2 separate regions of the Rattus norvegicus genome follow, and region 2 is linked to region 1. The links are chromatin contacts, called in public Hi-C maps. All regions are on one chromosome and are shown on one strand. The core of a region is the stretch at or near the end of the contact, and the rest is flanking DNA. Distances in the headings are between cores, read along the strand shown.

Region 1 (7,178 bases), core at 2,409-4,908:
TTTCTTTTCATGTGTCAGTCAGTGGAGGAAAAAAAACCCACTCAGAAAGCAAGTCGATCTATTTCCAGCCATTTCCCACACCGTTACTCTTCATCCAGATTTGACATCACTCATCAGTCCCTTCTGCATGAGCCTGGAGAGATTTCTTGCACGAGATTATTAATTCCTACTTGGTTGGCATTTTGAAATTGTTTTCTATGAATTTCAATTCACCAGTTTAATCAAAATGTAAGAGACATTACCAGTGTTTCTAAACACCTCTGTATACCGTACTTTCTCCACTAGATGTCTCCAGAGAAATACAAAGTAGATAGCACTAATGCAAAATTCATTCTGTTTTAAATGTGCGAATGCACTCAGTTCAGTGAGGGGGAAGCTTCGGTGGCTGACTATTCAATAGAGGAATTGATCCGCTGCAAAGAAGGCTTTTGAAGGCAGAGTCCAAGGAGGGGGAGAAAGCACCACCCTACCCTCCATTACCCCACAGGCTTCTGCCCTGCATCTGTCATGGTTAACAGCTAAGAGATCATGGTTCTTACTCTGGTGTGCAGTGAACCCCACCTTTCCCTGAGTATTGCTCCATTGTCTTTCCTGTGTCACCACAGACTGTGTTGGTGACACAGAAAAAGCCAAGAAAATACCATACTGAGCAGAAGGCTTCAGAAGCCCCACTTCCCATAAGTAACCTTTATAATGTGTCAGTCTGAATTTCTAAGCCTATAGCTTGCCTCCTTGACCTCTTTAAGGTTGGCTGATGATACTCTGTTTTATTTCATTTATACACATTGTCTTAAAGATGGAAAACCAATACATGATTCTTGGTTTAAAGTCTTTCAATCTAATAATCTTTTTTAAAAAGCAGCCTCAGTCAAAGAAACTAAAGATCTCCGAGTCTTGCCTAGAATTTCCATTTGCAGGACTAGAGAAGGCTTGTAGTCTCCATGGACCAGGTGTGGAGGTTTGGAGGAGAACTTTTCCTAAGAAGGTACAGGGTTACCCTCAAGGCTTGACTGGGCTGTAAGAGTGGGTTTGTGTTATGTGATCTATATGTAAACGACTTTTGAGCTCATGTGCCATGACAACTCATGAACCACATATTAACATAGAAGCGTATTAAGATTCATGACACAATCAAGACCAAGGGCATACTGCTTAAGGCTTGTGTGCACAGGCTTACGAAGCACATAGTCCGTGAGGAGTCCCGGGGACTGCGGGAGTTTGAGGTTGGTTTCACAGTGGTGAGTAAGTGTGGCAGGCAGTGCAGTGACCTCGTGGTCTCTGGGGGCTCGATAACAGAGAACTGCCTATAAATCAGCATCCCATGCCTAGAGACAGACGGCCCTGTCTCCCAGTCACACTCTCTCTTTTGAGTTACATAATGAACCATTTCTTTTTCCTTAATGACTTACATCTCTGGGTCAGACTTTGCAGCCCTGGAAAGTCGGACTTAATTTTCATGATTTCCGTCATCTTCCCAACTGGTAGAAAAAGTGCAAGGGTTAGTAGGGTCAGGATAGTTTCACAGAGCAGAAGAGAAAGGGCCCTGTATGGAGAGCAACTTTTGATGAGAGCCCCGGAAGAGAGTGTGCCCTTTTGTGGATTTTTTTCCCACTCTCTTCTACAACTTGGGCTAAGATTCCCTTCTTAGCCTTCCTTTTCTCAGCCGTTCCCAAACTGGCTCAGAGCCTCTCTCTAGCTTTGGACTTTCTCCCAACAATTACCGTGCAGTATCTCTCTTCTCACCTGGCCTCTGTCTCTTCAAGTATCCTGATTTCTCCATCTTTACCTAAAATCTCTGCTCTTCTCTGGATTACGGGTGGTCTCTGTGTCTCTGGCTCTTGTTTGAAAGACCCTCCCTGATGTCATTATTGACCCCCATTAGTTAATAATTTTGAAGGTTTGGCATGAGTTGACTTCCATGGGAGTTTGGTAAGTCTCAAACATGATGCTTGGAGTAGAAAGATTTCAGATTTCTATTATTGGAAACTATAAAAGGGGGCTTCAGAATGCCTTTCTGTCATATGAGAATACGCTTTGCCTTGTGCAAAATGGTAAATACATGTTGCTTGTCAGAATAGCACAGTAACCTCGTCAATAAATGATGTTCCCCGAACATTCTAACAGCCAGTTGATTGATATCAGATAGACCTTATATGCATAAGATAGGACTGCCCTTTCATTGAGCAGTTACCGACAGCCCACCATTTGTACAACCTAAGAGTAGCAAAAGCTATTTATAAAGCAAACAAGAGAAAAGACAGTTAAAGTAAGAATGGCTTCATTTAGATAAATATAAATAAGAGATTAGTGTCTCTGTCACACAAGTACCCTGGAAAGAACATAGTTTACTTTCCATGATATCTTCTCTCCCCGTTCCCCAGAGATAATTCGGTATATTCTCAATCCTTTAATACCAAAATTTCAGAAGTGACAGAGGCTTCTGACTCATCTTCAAACTGTGTACTTAATAAATTAGCTGTTGGCTGCAGGATTATTTTAACACTGAAAGGCAGTTCCCACAGAAAGCTCACACATCTCTCCAGATAAGGAACTCTCTCTGGCCTCCCCCTTAAACTTTTCCAACTGTAAAACATAAAGAATCCAGCCATGGTGTCTTTGCCTTGTCAGTGAGAAAACACTACGGATGCTCAAAACAGAGGGGGGACTTCACGGCACAGCACAGAAACACCCTCCCCCCTCTCTAGGGATGCTTTAAAATCTGTGCATTCAGAGACAGATGGCTGTTCCCATTCCCTGCCTTCTGAACTTTCTAATCATTGAAGTTTCTTCATCCAAAGGATTCTCCACATGTGTGAAGACCTAAAAAATCTGTGTCTTCCCTCAGCTGGGGATGCTGAAATTCAACACCGAGAGAGTGCAGTTGTTCTTTTAAAAATCAGAAGAATATTCTTGGCAGCAGCCCTGTTTCTTAATATGCATTTAATTGCCACATTACTTCTAGATTAGTAATACCTGTTTCCAGGTCTTATCAGAGTATGCAGTGTGTGGGAGATGAAAAGCAATAAAAAGGAAAATTGTGTGTGTGTGTGTGTGTGTGTGTGTGTGTGTGTGTGTGTGTGTGTGTGAAAAGTTAGAGAAATTCTCCCAAAGCAGGTCTTTGTAACTTAACTCTCTATACTCATTAAGAGTTGGAAAGTCAGGACCCAAGTTTCACAGGACTTCAAGAAACATGTGCCTCCACATTAGCTGTGGAAATTGTACTTTGTATGCATTGTAAATCTATCCAGGATTTGTGTTAAATTCCCTTTGTGATTTCTTCTCTGTCGAAAAATAACCTCAGTGTTCTGTTGTGGGACGATTTAAGTGTGATAAGATCAAACTAAGAAAGTCACTGAGCTCGGAGACACAGAGAGTGGCAGAGGCACATGGGGGAGAGGTCCCTGAACTCAGATACAGCTGTTTTCACAGGGTAAACCTATAGAAGTGAAAAAACGGCCACACTATGATTAAAAACAAATAGAGGGAAGAGTTCAGACTGCTCAGAACCCAGGAGACAGCACAGGGCTGCTGGTGCTTCTGCAAGGCAGTTGCAAGTTTCAGGTTGGCCCAGCGCCCCCTCCCACAGCCATGCTCCCTCCCACAGCCCAGAGCTCTATAAATTCAGCTCTCTAGAACACAGGCCAGATCTCTTCCTGGACGGAGCTCAGGGCTGAAGATGGTTCCTCTCCTGCCCTTATCTGCTCTGCTGCTGCTGTTCCTGTGTGACGTTGACCCCGCAAATGCCAACAGTTACTATGACAAGGTCCTAGCTCACAGCCGCATCAGGGGTCGGGATCAGGGGTAAGTCCCTGGCTTGTTTCCTTTTGGCTTATTCCACTTAGCTTGTTCTAGAAATATGTAGAAGTTCCTTGTAAATGCACAGGGTAGCTGTAGTTCTTCTTACTGCAAGGTAATAGGAAAAGGAACAATTCTGAATATTCTGTAAATAGACATATATAGACAGAGATAGATAGTTACTATGGCATATATGTGCCTTAAATTCATAAGTATTGCTATCAACATAGCAAGTATTATTACTTGATGTGGATTATTAATTTTAATGTAATTAACAAAATACAGTTGGGTAATCCTTAGTAATTCTGTTTACTTGGGTTTTTATTTCTCTCCATGACTGCAGAGTATGGTTTTCAAAATCAAAGTGTCTGCTCTCTGATGGTATCATGTCAAAGGCTTTGAGATGTCTCTCGGGATATCGGTGCAAATTTCCTTTGTTTTGTATATGAAAATTAAACTCTGGGCTGAATAGCTGCTTCTCTGGATTCCTTGAAATGTTTTTTTTTTTATCTTTTCAGATAAATGTAGGATTTTAAAAGGTTATTAGAAGCATCTTAGTAACTCAAGCGAACATCTGCACTGTTTGCATGGGACTCTTGGCATTTCTCCCTAAGCCTTGGGGGGGTTTTCATTTTCTGAGTTCTCAGAGCAGTCTTCTTAACAGTGGAGTAGAATTTCCATCCTTTTAAGAGAAAGCAAGCTTAAAATTGCAATAGAGAAGGATACTCTTATTTGTTCTCTTTAAAGAATCAAATTTCCTTTGTGTAAAGGCATTGTTCAAAAGTTCCTTTGAACACTAATCTACTTCTGCAAGCCCCTAGGGAACCACACAGCAGAGTGTGAAGTAAGACCTGTGTCCTTTGCCATTAATCTCCCGGGCTTCAGAAAAATCCTAAAGCTGCCCATCCTCCAAATGAATACATGCTTAGTTTTAAAACAATGGGTTTTTTTCCACTTTAACAGTAGTTTGTCTGTTAAGTCTAATTCTGTTTAAATATTTCTGCTAGGTTAACTTTTTGAAATACTGATATTAGTCTCAAACATACAGTGGCCTTTCCTACATCCCCTTCTTCTCCCTTCCCTTTCCCTCCTCCTCACCCCTCCTCTCCCTACATCCTCTCCTTCCTCCTATACCCCCTCCCTTTCCCCCTCTTCTCCCTCCTCTCGCTATCTCCCTTAGACTTCTGCTTTTTCTAGTAACTCAGTAGAACTGGGGCAGGAGTTGGCTTTGTACAAAGTTAAAATCCCGTCTTAGAATGTCAGGACTCCATCCAAACATCTCTCTCAGCCACCTGACCTGTAACTGGGAAAAGGCAAGAACCTCAGCAATTAACTCTTTCCCCTCCCCTCTGTCTCCAGCCCAAATGTCTGTGCCCTCCAGCAGATTCTGGGCACCAAAAAGAAATACTTCAGCTCCTGTAAGAACTGGTATCAAGGTGCTATCTGCGGGAAGAAAACGTGAGTCTCACCCTTTTCTCTGTTGATGGTTTGAAGATCCTACAGGACGGTACTCGCCTTTTCTTGGACACATGCCCCAGTCTGAAGAGACTGTCCAAACTCCTGTGCTTTTAAAGAGAGGTTCATACACAGGCAGAGAAGCTCCCTCTCAACACCAGTTAGAAGAGTCGATTTCTCTCTAAGTCCATAAGCTGGACAAGCCAAAGCAGGCCTGGTGTGGTACGTCCTGAATCCATGTGAAAAATGTGGTCTCTATTCACTGGACCCTCTTCTCACACACACACACACACACACACACACACACACACACACACACACACACACAATCAAGGAGAACAAATTGATCTGAAATATTCATTTGTAAAGGCCCAAATCAATGCTTCTCTGGTCATTTAGACATCATGATAAAGACTCCACTTCACCCCTATGGCTTTGCTGTATATTTCACTGATCAACTCAAAGCTGGAAAACATTATTGCCTATGTAGTAGACATTTTATTAATTTATTATACTATAGTTATTGGTAGGAAAGTTAAAAACCCTGAATTTATAAAGGTTAAGAATGACTTATCCAATCCATCATTTTATGAGGGGGCTGTCTCAAAGACAGGGTAGCTCAGTAAATCAGAAAGGGCTCCCATGTCATCCCAGCAATGAAAATCATGGAAGGGCCCCTCGCTGCCCTCAACCTGAACTGTAGCCTCTATAAGGTAGCTTTGAGGACCGAAGAATCTGAATATCCACTTAATACACCATGGTGAGCTTCAGGTACCCTCCAAAGAAGCTGAAGTAAGGAGACTGCCCCAACTTCTCTAGGTTACCTTGAGCTCCAAAGTGAAACACCCTAACAAAATTAAACAAATGCATAGATATATTGATAGATGCATAGATAGATAGATAGATAGATAGATAGATAGATAGATAGATAGATAGATAGATAGACAGACAGACGGGTGGGTGGGCAGGTGGACAGACAGACAGACAGACAGACAGACAGTTTTTAATCCATGTGCTATTGGAACACACACTCAACAAAGAGCTATTTAACTTTGGGAAGTCAGTGACCTTCCCATGTTGTGCATTTAAGGAAAGAATTTTCCTGTTCTTTCTGGAAGTTAAAGACATCTTGTCTTCACAATATAATTATATTAGAGATGCCAAAGTTGTCACACAACCAGTCGAGTCTCTTGTCTTCCATTAAACAAAAGTTATGCTTCTAGCCAGACATTTTACCAAAACTTTAACAATGTCCCCTTAGCAAAATTTCCTTCAGTGGCTTCCACGTCAGATCACATTTACATCTCTTCGCTGAGACAAGTGTAAATGCTAATCTCAACTAAGCAAAGAAACCAATGGCACTGACAGGGAGGAAGCCTGGCTCGCTTTCCACTCCCTTCTGCCCAAGTTGCCAACAACGTCTTCTGTGTCATTCAGTTTTTCAAATAGGCTTCTACATTGGGTGTTTACTAGAAACAGGCCAGGTCTCAAGAAAGCATTAGTATCCCTAGGCTTAAGCTTTAAGGTACTGTCTACGGTATGTAGAAAACCTTCCACAGAGCAGTGTGCAGGCTCCCTGTTGGTGCACGTTACATCTTCAGTTGGCTTCCTATGACATTTTTTACTACTCAGATAGTGAGGACAAATTCCCCATTCTCCAAGCAGGCAGAGCAATTATTCTGCCTTCTTCTTGCTCTATTTGACTTCCTGGCCATATAGGAAAATGGATTTGTGTGTAGCATCCATGCTTTCTGGGAACAAAACCAAAACAGTTTTGTTGTATTTGAAACCTTTCCACAGATAAACACATTGTCCACTTAGCAGATGAGATTTCAGGCCACTGTTCTACAAGCTCCTCTTCTGCAGTATGACTTTTCCGCTTCAGAGCTCATTATCAGATTGTATCAGTGTTTGGTTTAGACATTTGC
Region 2 (7,178 bases), core at 2,529-5,028, 350 kb after region 1:
AGGGCCAGTGGGATGGCTTAACTGGTTAAAACAGCCTGTGCCAAGTCTGACAACCTGGGTTCAAGCCCCAGGGCCACAAGGTGGAAGGGGAGCGCCAACTCTCGAGATCTGTGCTGTTAGGCTGGCTGTGGTGGTGCACACCTTTAGTGCTAGCTCTGAGGAGACAGAGCTTTTCTGGTCTCCAGTCTAGAGTGAGTTCCGGGCCAGGCAGAGCTTTGCAGAGAGACCTTTCTCTAAAAAAGAACAAAGTTGTGCATAGGTACACACACAAAAACAACACATACATACAAACACACATAAAGATACATTTTAAAAATTTAAAAATACTAAAAATATAGAACATTTATATATAATATATAAATAATAAAAAATAAAATATAAATAATATTTGCCATTGAATCAATCAGCTAGTTTTAAGTCAGCCCGGGCTCTTACCTCCTTCTATACATTCTAAACCAATGTCTATGAATTCAGATTCATAGATCTATTGCTTTCCCCACAGAACTAAAATTTCATGTTCCCTAGGCTGCTTGGCTTCATTCACTGGCCAGCAACATGGTTGCTTATCTGACAGTACCAACAGGTGTGAGGTTTTGCTGCGGTCTTCTCCCAGCCCTGGGGACTTCTCTGAGAGAAAAGCTGTGTTTGCCATGATGTAAAAGCCCCAGAAAACTTCTGAACAAATCTAAGGTGGGAATTATGTGCACAGTGAAGAAATGTACCTAGCATGCCTGTAGTCCCAATACTCAGGAGACTGAGGCAGAAGGATCTTGAGGGAAAAGCCAGTCTAGCCTACCTAGTAAGATCTTGTCTCGGAAGGGAGGGAGGGAGGGAGGGAGGGAGGGAGGAAGGAAGGAAGGAAGGAAGGAAGGAAGGAAGGAAGGAAGGAAGGAAATACAGGGCCTTGAGAGATGGCTCAGTGGTTAGGAGCACTTGCTGCTCTTGCAGAGGACCAAGTTCCCACCACCCATATCAGGCATGTCCCCAACTTGTAACTCCAGTTCTAGAGGATCCAACACCCTTTCTGGCCTCTGTGGACACTGAGCACATACACAGTGCGCATATATACATGCAAATACTCACATGTACACATACAATAAAAATGAATACGTCTTTTCCAAAATACATACAGATACATGTATGGATTCTATATATTTGACATAAAACGTTCATCGATACACAATAAAATATCAGCGCTTATTTATGTAGAATTTACTTACAAGAGTTAAGTTCCTTAGGATTGTAGGGGCCTGAGGCATTAAGGACACCACAAAAGCTCCCAGGGCTCACAGGAGCTCACAGAGACTGAACTGATAATCGGGAGCCTACAGGGGTCTGACCTAGGGCCTCTGCATATATGTTATGGTTGTGAAACATGGTCTCCTTGTGGGAAGAGGAGCTGTCTCTGATTCTTTTGCCTTCCCTCCTACTGGGTTGGCTCTTCCAGCCATATTATGAGGGGAGGTGCAACTTGATAAGCCATACTTGGTTAACGTCCTTGGGAGGCCTGCCCTTTTCTGAATAGAAACAAAGGAGAAGTGAACTGAGGCTGTGGGGATGCGTGAGAGGTTGATGGGAGGTGGGAAGAGAGGAGGGAGGGGAAACTTCAGTCATGTAATATATGAGAGAATAATTTTTTTAATTTTAAAAAGAGATTTCTTAATGTTTATTCAACTCCTTAAAAAAGTAATTAAGAGTTCTGAAAGCTGGAAATGAGCCAGGTATGATGATAACTCGTGTCTGTCATCACAGAGATCTAGTGATCGAGACAGAGCACCGTGGGTTCAAAGCCAGCTTGGTTCACTTAGCCAGTTCTGGGCCAACCAGGACTACATAGCAAGAATCTGTCAAAAAAAAAAAACAAAACCCTGATATTAAGTAATAATTTATGCTTCTAAAACTTTCATCTCTTTCCTAAAGGATAACAAGCATTGTTTTTCAAAGCACAGTTTTTAAAATGTTCTTGGAGCGTGAGTATATGATGGCTGGATGTGATATAAAGTCCCTTTGAAGACAGGCAGAAAATAAGTAAGTTGACACCCAAAATCACAAGAGTCCCCCGAAACCAGAGCCACCCAGATATCCCAGGTCTCAAGAGCCTGAGGGGAGGAGATTGCCAAGGCCAGACTGGACTATATATTCCTAGCTAGTCTCGGGTACAGAGTGAGACCATGTCCTCCATTTCAAATGTACAAAAATATTTGCAGATTGTGTGTCTCCCTACAGACAGAAGTACTCTGAGGAGCAAAGACCAATTTATACAGAGAAATTTTCCAGCTAGGCTCCTGTTAGGTCCTGTTATGTAAATCAAGTAGGTACCACTCTTTTCTGATTGGCTGACTGTGGGGTATAGCTCATTGACCCTAGAGAGATGACAAAATAGGAATTCCCAGGGGATCTTTACCGTGCCTGGCTTGAGGCCCAGCATAGTTAAGTTTGTGGTTTCTCAAGAAACCAAAGTAACATGTCGATTCCCCAGTCAGAACTGGCCACACTTTGAATTTAGGCCCAGTTGGCCACTTGAGAGCCTTCTTGGAAGTGTGGTTTTTCTTAAATGTCACAAGACGACCCATAGAGTAATTAGGCAGCTTCAATTGCCCATAGGAGATGCTCAAACCCATTCATCCGTGACGGCCCTGCAGGTGGACCCTGCAGCATTTTCTCTGTTTACATTAAGTCACCATTTCAGAACTTAGGCACGTTTGCCTAGAGAGGGACGGCAAGGTGGAACAGGCGCTGCGTTCACGTCTCTAAGCACATCCTTGTAATCATTCTGATCTTTGAGTAAAAGTAACATGATTGACAGGCATGTACTATAATGATCTGCTAGATAATTGTATGGTCTCAATGAGGAAGGCGGCAACTTGCCAGGGAAAGCAGACCAGGACATACAGTTTCCCACTGCGGCGGAAGGAAATAGAAGAAACTGTTAACATTTTAATTCCTTCACTTAAACTGAGAAAAAAATATTTTAAGGCTGCAATTACACCGTACATTCTCAATATAGCAAAGCTAGTGTCTAAAAATGTTTTCTTTCTTCAAATAAACATATGCAAATCTCAAAATGGGTGAACAGATGCCAAGCAATGGAGAGAAAAGAACCTTTCATGAGTAAAAAAAGATAATAAAAATAAAGCCACAGCATTACAAGGTGGCCCCCTGCCGTTTCTTTTTGGATGGTGCATCAAGTAGAATCCCCAGCTGGGTGACAGGGCCAATTTTCAACAATTTGGACTTGGGGAAATATGACTTAAATCATTCTATAAAAATTAATCATTTATAAAATGCTTTAACAGTGAACTGATAGATTCTGAGTAATGTTCTGAGCACAGTGTTTGAGTCACATAAACCAGTAAATCCCTTAGTGACAACATTGTTTATTTAAGGTCAGATTTTCATTATTTATGTGAGATATTGTTTAAATATTTCCAAAAGAAGATTATAATCATCCCAAATGGTTTCTCCAAATGAGGACAGACAGTCAAGTCTATAGCCAGACTCTTTTCACTTGGAAGAAAAATTCTATAGTTCAAAAACCATTCCTAATGCAAAGTACCCCCAAATCACAAGGTCCCACGACGTCCAGAAAGTTAACTAAAAAGATCACAACATTAAAACCGATGCCATTTGGCCATTGTTTTTAGAGTTCCGGGAGCAGAAATGGACTTACCAGAAGAGAATTTAACCCAGTTTTCAGGGTTCCCTGTAAGTACTGGAGTGGTCAGGGGTCAGGAATTGTTTCAAGTAGAGGAAGGAAGTATTTCTGCCCAAGCACTTTTGAGTCATTGCCTCCCCCCTCCCCCCCTGAGAGCTGAGGGGGAACAAATCAGTGATCAAGTGACTCATCTCATTTCGTTCCCAAATTAAATACACCATGCTTCCTTTTCAAAGCTTTTCTGCTAATGTTATTTTTCTTGAAGGGGGGGCACAATTTTTTTTACAAGCTCAGGATTCACAAAATCTGCACTGTTCCCATGTACCAACACAGACTCAGTCAGAAAATGCTATTTTACTTTTACTAGGGTCATCTTGTGCTACGAGGGAGTAAAAACCTATGATTGCAACTCAGAAAAAAAAAAAAAGACTGATGGGTAATGGGTAATTGCCGAGTCTGTTTGATCCCACAGGGGAGGGAAGGGGAGGGGAGGGGAGGGGAGAGGAGAGGAGGAGAGGAGAGAGGAGAGGAGAGGAGAGGAGAGGAGAGGAGAGAGGAGGAGAGAGGAGGAGAGAGGAGGAGAGAGATTGAAAAGAAGAAGCCAAGAGCAGGGACACCTGTGATCCCAGCACCTGGAAGGTAAAACAAAAAGATTTTCATGAGTTTGCAGCCAGCCTGCAATTCATAGTGAGTTCTATAGGCCTCTGTGTGTGTGTGTGTGTGTGTGTGCGCGCGCGCGCTAAGTAAGAACACTGTCCCTGTAGTAAGTACATCCCTAGCCCACATGAAATGTTTAAGGACATGTGAACCAGGCATTGATCCAAGGACAGAGCCCCTAAAGTTCAGAGCCTCTACGTTGTGAGACTTACACAAGGGTAATCAGGCTCCCGTGGGCATTAATTCTGAATCCACTGCTACATTGATGATGCCTCTTCATATCAGCTTGTATGCTGCAATTAGGCAACACCCAGTGACTACTTGTGAATGAATGAATGAATGAATGAATGAATGAATGAATGAATGAAGAATGAGTGAGTACAAATACTGTCCTGAAAACTTTAATGAATAAAGTTTTTGTTTATTTCAGCTAAAACTGACACTGACTGCCTATCAGGTAGGGAGGGGAAAGGTATTAGACCAAGCAATGGAGAAGGTGCTAAAGTTTAAGGAAAAGTTCCGCTTGGGTTTAAAGTGACAGTTGGTATTTAATTGATGAGATTAGAAGGCCCCACTGACAGGAAAATCCTTGATGATGGAGCACGATACATTTCTGGAGTTAGGACATGGAACAGACCCAGAAGAGATGAAGTGAGAGCTGTTCTGAGAGGGTTGGCAGCCCTGGCTTGAGGCACAGAGTGCTTACTGGGAGCCTGACTATTAGTAGTTCAGGTGGTTCCTGTCAGCACTTTGCTCGTGGATCCCCATCGGATGCTCACAGAAGTCCTTGTTCTCAGGACCGCCCTTAGAAATCATATATGGCTCTCTGCAGACACATCTTCAATTGGTATGGAAAAATAAAAGGGTCGGTTTAGACGTTTAATAAAGTACTATCAGGCTGACTTAGTTTTAGTTAGTTAGTTTTCGTTAGTTTTAGCATTGGGAAATAAATTTACTTTTTGATTCAAGTTTTTACCCAAGGGCACATGCTCGGTGATTTTGTTGAATGCTGACTTCTTTGACACAGAGGTCACTTGACTTTCAAGGACACTTGTTAAAGCCTGAAGGATGGCAGTGATTGAAGCAGACACCAAAAAGGACAGATGCGGAAATGCAGCAAATACACACTCACTGTGGATCAGGTGGCCTCTTTCACACACCAGACCTGGGTAGCTTCTCTAAGCTACACACACACACAGACACACACACACACACAGACACACACACACACACACAGACACACACACACACACACACACACACGGAGTTTCCTCTTCTGTGAACTGAGTAGACCCTTCATGGTAATATACCATGTTACTACCTGCCAGTGAAAGAACTGTCCCCCGAGTTTTAGAGGTCTGACTATGGGTGTGTTTTAACTGAAATGTGGTATTACCACATCTCCTGTTCTGAGGACAGCATACCCCTTGGGAGGATGTTCCGGAAGCCTGAACTTTGGACCAGAAGGACTCCAGAAGTAGAGCTGGGGCTGGCCTCAGAGTTGTGCACAGCTGAGATAAAATGCAAAGAACAAGTAATTTTGGCTACTGTGAGGCTCATACACTTGGTACCTGCTCCTGCTTCAAAACCAAGTACTGCCCCATAACCACACAGCAGGTGATACCAAGATAGGCACATGGTCCCGTACCAGGCACACTGTACTATACTGGGCCCACAGTATTAGGCCACAGGACCACCTGAGCATATGATACTTTTGTTACACAGTTTGAATAAGACATTCTATATCTATAACCCCAGCCTTCAGGAGCCCGTGTCAAGTTCAAGGAGAGCCTGAGCTACTTAATGAGGCCTGTCTAGATGGCCCCTCGGCTCAGTTTTCAGGATCACTAATACCTGTTGATAATTTCAAAATTTTTTAAGATGTATTTATTTATTATATATAAGTACACTGTAGCTGTCTTCAGACACACCAGAAGAGGGCATCAGATCCAATTACAGATGGTTGTGAGCCACCATGTGGTTGCTGGGATTTGAACTCAGTACCTTCGGAAGAGCAGTCAGTGCCCTTAACCACTGAGCCATCTCTCCAGCCTTAATTTCAAGTTTCTTTATGTTGTTTTGTAGCTACACTTACAACAAACCAGCTCCTCCTCAGTTGGGTGGGGTGATACATGCCTGTAGTCCCTGGTGCTTGGAAGACTGAGGCAAGAGGCCCATAAATTCAAGGCATTGGAAGGAAACAGCCATGATGCCATCAGCATATCTTTTAAACTATGCATTTTGTATACGTAGAAAAAGTCTTCTCAATATACACCTACAGCATCCCATGGCACACATGTAGATACAGACCCATGGATCTAAAATATATAGGAATAAATATGTAGCAATAAAATCACATATTTTCCAAATGTATCAGGTCATCCTCTGTGTTTCTCTGACCTCCAATTTTTAGTCCCTAGGAACTATCAAAAAGAGAAAAGGTCCTCCACCCATCAAGAAGTCATGCAGAAGCAATTCCAAGGAACAGTAGAAACCCAGACTGCATCCAAAGTTTAACTGCCACGTTTCAAATCTCAGCTCTAGCTTCCAACATGTGACATCATTTAGAAACTTGTTTTAGGCAAAGAGGATCGCAGAACTTAAAACATCTTGTCCTCAAGCATGAAAAGTATTAGTGGAAAAATCCAGACATGTCATAGACTTCACAGAAATTAAATGAGGAAAAAGAGGAATTTGCAAAATAGTATCTGTATCCTTTCAACTCTAAAGGGAAAGATGGAGGCCTGGCTCTTCTGTGGACGTGCCAGGACAGACAATCCCTGCAACCAGGACGGACCTAAAGGATAATGGAGTATCCAGTGTAGTGCTGTTCCACATCCAAGATGACAGCAGACATTCACACATG

Evidence for each region. Hi-C and Micro-C count contacts between places; a contact is called where the count stands out from the background.
Region 2: a contact with region 1 is called in a Hi-C map of the A7r5 cell line, with 8 times the contacts expected there. The contact joins the enhancer-like site here to the promoter of Postn in region 1. A contact is called at or near these places in 10 of 12 Hi-C or Micro-C datasets (the A7r5 cell line, Schwann cells, frontal cortex and 6 more) and 1 of 1 datasets of contacts at active chromatin or transcription factors (oligodendrocytes).

Annotation. Positions count from the first base shown.
Region 1 is chr2:140,674,403-140,681,580 of GRCr8, forward strand. Postn (periostin) reads left to right here and starts at 3,659. Exons shown (of 22, transcript NM_001108550.1): 1 at 3,659-3,801; 2 at 5,155-5,253. The coding sequence starts at 3,677.
Region 2 is chr2:141,021,248-141,028,425 of GRCr8, forward strand. No RefSeq gene overlaps it. Among named protein-coding and RNA genes, the nearest start is that of Trnaa-ggc, 8.0 kb to the left of the region's middle. Within about 2 kb of position 3,779, at least 7 of the 93 cell types and tissues checked have an H3K27ac peak or open chromatin away from gene starts, as enhancers often do. A contact at or near this core is called in the A7r5 cell line, where this site is marked.